2 separate regions of the Hordeum vulgare genome follow, and region 2 is linked to region 1. A link is a contact called in public Hi-C data. All regions are on one chromosome and are shown on one strand. Each heading gives the region's core, a stretch centred on a gene start, on an enhancer-like site or on the middle of the called end of the contact. The rest is flanking DNA. Distances are from core to core; before and after follow the strand shown. Region 1 holds the start of LOC123440190 (lachrymatory-factor synthase-like). Region 2 holds the start of LOC123444323 (protein SPA1-RELATED 4-like).

What was found. Hi-C and Micro-C count contacts between places; a contact is called where the count stands out from the background.
Region 2: a contact with region 1 is called in a Hi-C map of seedling, with 4 times the contacts expected there. The contact joins the promoter of LOC123444323 here to the promoter of LOC123440190 in region 1. A contact is called at or near these places in 2 of 6 Hi-C or Micro-C datasets (leaf and seedling).

The regions. Positions count from the first base shown.
Region 1 is chr3H:468,593,204-468,596,146 of MorexV3_pseudomolecules_assembly, reverse strand. LOC123440190 (lachrymatory-factor synthase-like) reads right to left here and starts at 1,553. Exons shown (of 1, transcript XM_045116764.1): 1 at 590-1,553. The coding sequence starts at 1,215. The coding sequence ends at 691.
Region 2 is chr3H:468,934,157-468,937,099 of MorexV3_pseudomolecules_assembly, reverse strand. It overlaps LOC123444323 (protein SPA1-RELATED 4-like), which reads right to left and starts at 1,459. Exons shown (of 7, transcript XM_045121008.1): 1 at 698-1,459; 2 at 457-614. The coding sequence starts at 1,186.

The sequences.
Region 1 (2,943 bases), core at 304-2,803:
CTGCTGACTTGCATATACGCACACGATCCCTTCTCTTCGTGATTACATGCCCGCAGCCAAACTAGTGTTGGACGTGATAACATGCATGACACTAACAAATAAATATGACGAAAGCTTACACAACAAGGTTAACTCTAACAGGCTGAACTTACAGTAGTCTTAACTGGGCTTACTGTACTGGCTCAGTACTATACTGTATTACTGTTTGTGTGGAAACAGACTGCTCTACAATACCAGGGCTGCTGGATATGAGCTCAAAAAACCAGTCAACTCTATTCCCCATCGCCACAGATGCAAAACAAGTTATAGAGGCTTTTAAGGAAATTACTTTCAGACGTGTGAGAAGACCCGGCAATAGAATGACCCATGAGCTGGCCCCTCTGGCAAGAAGGCAAGGAAAATTTACTACTGTAGGAGATATCCCTCCCTCCCTTAGAAGTACTCTTGTGGATGATTGTAATAACTTGGCAGTGGTAATATAATCTGGCTGGGTTTTTTCCTCAAAAAAAAAAAAAGATAACATTTCCTTTTTTTTTAGAAGAACATATTTTGGATAGTCCAAACAAATCAAAGAATTTCTACAAGAAGATTTTCCAAGTCGAGTTCTCCAAATTTCCATTGAATTGCTTTGAATCACAAAGGCTTGGAGTTCTGATCGTACACACTGTCACGGAAAAGCCGAAGACATGATCAAAACACCCGCAAAGCAGGATCACCGTCGACGCTCACCACGATCTCCTCTTCGAGCCGCTTGGCGACGCCATGCGCGAGCTTCTCCAGGAAACCCAGGAAGCCTCCCAGCGTCCACCCCTTCACCGGATCGGCCTCGAACGACCACCTGACCGCGCACCCGGCCGGGTCGGGCTCCACGGCGATGGTCGCCCGGTACCGGCCGAACCCCTTGTTGGTCTCCACCACCTCGTAGCTGTAGGACCTCCCCGCGGCGTCGACCTCCAGGAGCCGTTCCCTGGACCAGCCGACCGCCTCCCCCGGCGCGGCCATGTTCACCGGCCCCGCGCAGTACCGGACGCACCCCGGCCGGCCGTCGTCGCCTTCCAGCCTCCGGCACGTGTGCACCAGCGGCACCCACTTGTCGAGGGAGCAGAAGTCTCGCAGCAGGGCCCACGCCTGGTCGGGGTTCGGCCCCGCCGCCGCGGCGCGCACGGTGCCGCGCCACTCGGGCGCCGTCTCGCCGTCCGGGCCGTGAGGCGCCATGCGCCGGCGCCTGTGCAGCGAGCTAGATCGCTATCGAGCGTAGCCGTCAGGTGTGTGACTCGAGCGAGTGCAACGTCGAGATCGTGGTGAATGTGATGAGGATCTGAGGACCAGGACCCATGGGCAGCAGAAATCTACGGGATCCGTCTAGACTCTGTTGATTGATTGTACGATTGGTGTCCACCGGCGGACTGGTGGAAGCTGCTGGGTGCCTCATACGGTCATACTCATACCGCGTGTTGTTCGCATGGTTTGTGAACCAAAAAAAATCGTAGTACATGCATTGTCAACATATTCTCTCTAGCTGGCAGCCTGGCACGAATGGACCTGAGCCAACGGCAGATGCTTGTCAGTTTGTGATGTAGACCTCCTCAAACTGGGGTACGTGGCCGAGCTACCTAAAAAGAAATCGAGCTTTTGATGCGGCATCGAGATGTGTACTCCCTCCGTTCCAAAATAAATAACTCAATTTTATACTAACTTTAGTATAAAATTAAATTATTTTTAAATCTTATTTTAGGATGAAGGAAGTGCATTTTACTATCGTTCGTACATGTGCTCATTGATGTGGAAAACCCACTTCCACAAAAACAATGGGGACATATTGGACGTGTTTGGTTGCCCCAACAGTACATGTATTTCTTTTACATCCGAAACCAATCAGGTGGAATAAAAATAGGCAACAAATCGACATTTATATGTTATTTGGTTGCTTGCATTGCATCAAATGTCACTTTATGGCCAGCTATTTGGTTGTCTGTATTTGTGTTTAAGGGATAAGTAGCTACAAACCATAATTGTTTGGCTGCATACGTGTTTGTGTTCTGTTCATTTTATTCAATATGATGGCCTTACCATCATATTATGCACAACAGCAGGCACAACACTAAACTAACATGTAAACAAACAACATCTGTATTTTTTTCACATCTCAAGCCCCAACTGCATTTTTTTATATCTCAAGCCAATTAGGTTGAATAAAAATAGGCAATGAAACATCTTATCATAACATCATGAAGTGTCGGTTAAATAACCAAATCCATGACTCTCTCTTTTCAACTACTCAGCACTTTGCTTAGTGTCCGGGCTACAAGGCTTGGTCTCCGCACTTAGATGGCCAATAGAATGACGGTGGAGGTTTTATAAGAAGCGAAAAAAATAAGAAAGCCTTACACTAATGCAGTTGGTCCTCGTGCAAACCTCCATTCCCACGCAACACGTGCCATGTGGCGGTCCACCCACCGCTTTTTTCCCCAACCTTATGTTATCCCCTTCCGCTTGTCTTTCTTCCCATCGCTTTTTCTCTTTTCTCATCTCTCTCATCTAGTAGAAGGAGAGGGTTTGCTACATGGACAAGCATTGTGAATCCATCTCCATTGACCACATCCATCGCTATCGCATGCCAAGGACGACATGTGGTCATGGCAACAACCACTGCTGCTTGCATGCCAAAGGACCGACATGCGGCAATGGCATCACACACCATGTTGCGATGTTGTCGCCCCCCATGCATGCTGCATCACAGCACCCAATCACCTTCACATTGCGATGGAGCACCATCACGCCGGTGGTGGCGCTATAGTGAAGCTTCACTACCAGCCATCAGGTGTTGCGGTGGAGCTTTGACGAAGCAGTCGGTGCTGCGATGGAGCACCGCCCACTACAACACATAAACTGATCGAAGGCATTCTCAAACGCCTCCAAAGGCCAACAAAATGCTAGCTTAGG
Region 2 (2,943 bases), core at 210-2,709, 340 kb before region 1:
TGCAAACATAAGTAGCTATGATGAAACTGAATTTGAAAAGAACACCATAAAAGGCCTGCCCATGCAAGTGCACTCACTCTAAAGATGGAACTTCAATAAGGATTGTTCTACTGAGACTAAGTCCAGCGTCAGTGGGTCATGAATCTGCTTACGTGAGACAGTTATATGACAGATTTTTTCCTGAAGTCATTACCATCAACACCTGGCAGATCATGTACGGAAAACAACCCCATCTATTTTATCATGCAGGAAAAAAAAGTGATGTGAAACAGTTATATGACAGCTATTTTTTCTTAAGTCATATTACCATCAACGCCCGGCAGATCATGTAGACATGTTAGGACAATGATGATGATGAATAATTACTAAAGTAGTTTGTGCTACCCAATGTGAAACAATCAACCCTGTTTTCAGCGATACTTTTATACAAATTATATGTAAATGACAGACATGAACCTCATCTTGGGTCGGGTGTCCGGTACAGGGTGCATCATCAACTGGCAGAAGGATGCTTCCTTGGGCCACTTGAGCAGCAATTGTGGCGGCAATACGCGGTACCTCAGATTGGCCATTGCCCGCATCTTCTCCTCCAACGTTTCGAAGCTGCAAAACAACTGCGAGCACGGCCGAAAAGCATTGGCAATGGAAATCGCGCCCAAAAGCACCAAGAGAATATTCATGTCAAGCAGCAGCGCACCTCGAACAGGAGCACCCCTAATCTATACACGTCGGAGGCGAAGGTAGCGCCGCCGCCGCTGTCGTCGGCTTCCTCGGGGCTAGTGTACCAGTTGAGCTCCATCGCGAGCACGCTTTTGAGCGGGAACCCCTTTTCGCTGCGGTCCTCCCCCGCTCGGCCCGCGCCGTCGCCCTGCCGCGGAGGCTCGGCGTCGTGGTCGGCGTCCTCGGAGGCGTCGGAGCCGGAGGCGTCGGAGCCCGAGGCGGACTCGATGAAGGCAACGCGGGCGAAGGGCGGGGACACGACGAAGCAGGACGGGCGCGCGCTGCCGACGGCGACGCCCTGCGCGTGCGCGTCGGCCACCGCCTCCGCCACCTGGCGGAAGACGTGCAGGCACTCGGGCGCCTCCACCGCCCGGGCCGGCCGGTCCAGCCACTCCCGCAGGCTGACCTCTCCTCCCTCCTCCTCCTCCTCCCCCCTCCGCGCCCCTCCGCCACGGGACACCTCCATGCCCGCCCGCGGCGCTCTACCCCATGGCCGGATCACGTCCGGTTCGCTGCGGCGGGCGGCTGCACCCGCTGCTCCCGGGACCCCATCCTACGCAACGCAACGCAACAAATGGCCCCAGAGCGGCGAGCGGCGAGGAGATAAGGATCTGAGGCCGCGGCAGCGAGCGGAGGCCAGAGACGAGCGTGTGACTGTGCTTGAGGGGGCGAGGGGCGAGCAGCGAGCCACACAAACACGCTTTAAAACGGAGACGGAGGGTCCTCCTCCCCTCCTCTCCTCCTTTGCTGCTTTATTTCGCCCTCGCCCGCCCCGCCCCGGTAGCCGACTCCCAGCCGCACAAACCCCGTTGCCTCGAACTGCACACCCCGCTGTTAGTGTTAGTATTAGCTCAACTTGAAGGCAGCCAAGCGACCAGCGGCTCCCCTCCCCTCGAACTGCCACCACACCACAGTACAGTGCCCCTGCGCTAGACACCAAACCTAACCAGAAAGAGGCAGACGAAACGCAGGGCGCTTCACGCCACCAGAAAGATAGAGATATACGTGCCCCCTGCTCCTCCCTCCCCTCCCCTCCCCTCCCATGGTTGCGGCGTGGTGCCCTTTCCTTCCCCTCAACTGATACGCTTCCAAGAATGATCTGATCTCACTGCATCCACCACGCCGTAGCCACAACCGAACCGGAGTAGAAAACAGCGGCCGCTGGCGGACCACGTCGCCCGCTGCCGATGACATCCCGGGCCCGCCGCGAGGTTAGCACTTGCGCTTCCAAAAGAAAGGGCGTGAATCTTGCGCCGGCAGTTAAAGTAGTAGCGGCTGTCTAGATAAAAAAAATCTGCGGTACGTGGCGCAGGATCGTCGCATGGGCAGATTAGCGCGGCTCGCGACTAATCAATGAATGCAACTAACTACTCTATTGGGTGACAAGTCGCTGTCGGGCGGGCCCACGTCATACATTCCGCCAGTCAGCGACCGCCTGCGCTTTACGGGGCCTACGTGGCGCGACGACGGCCGCGCGTCAAGCGGGGGACTCGAGGCGGCTCATGCAGCGGCCACGCATCCATCCATCCGCACCGGCGAGGAGTTTTTGCCTTTCGCAGCCTCGGGGTCGTGGCGCGTCGCTGCTGCCTCGCCCGCCTTGCTGGATGCGGCCGCACAGAGAGGGATTTGCTTACTCCAGTTAATCGCGATCTGAGCGGATAGTACCAGCCGGAAGTGGTAACCTTGCAGGGTTGGATTAACGTAACCACGATCCCAATTTTATCCACTTGCTTGAGTCGACGAGTGGACGGCACAATTGTTGTGCCGTATTGTATTATCCGAGGCAGGTTGGGGCCGTGTCCATGGCCGGCTTGTCTCGCAAGTCAAACCGACCCAAGGACCGGTCCCTCGCGCATATGCGGATGGCGCAGCCAGCCTACTCTGCATGCCCGTGTTCGTTTCTCCTTCGACTGGTCGGTTCAAATTTCAACCACATTGGGTTTGGTCATTTGGTGGTTCGTTATATTTGAGTGAAGTTTGAAACAAACTTATCTTCTTATGATCCGTTGGAATCTCTAACCCCTGAAATCGGCACCCCAACTGTCTAATCCCGGACGTCACATATCCTAAGCTCGTTTCCTTTTTGAAGGCGTCGCCGCAGCTTTCATTGTACGTCGGTTACTTTAGGAAAAACTTTGATTCTTGGATCGGACGATGACGGCATTTAGATGTCGTAACCTTCCTGAAAGCGTCGTCTTGGAGCCCACGATTTGTCGTATGCGA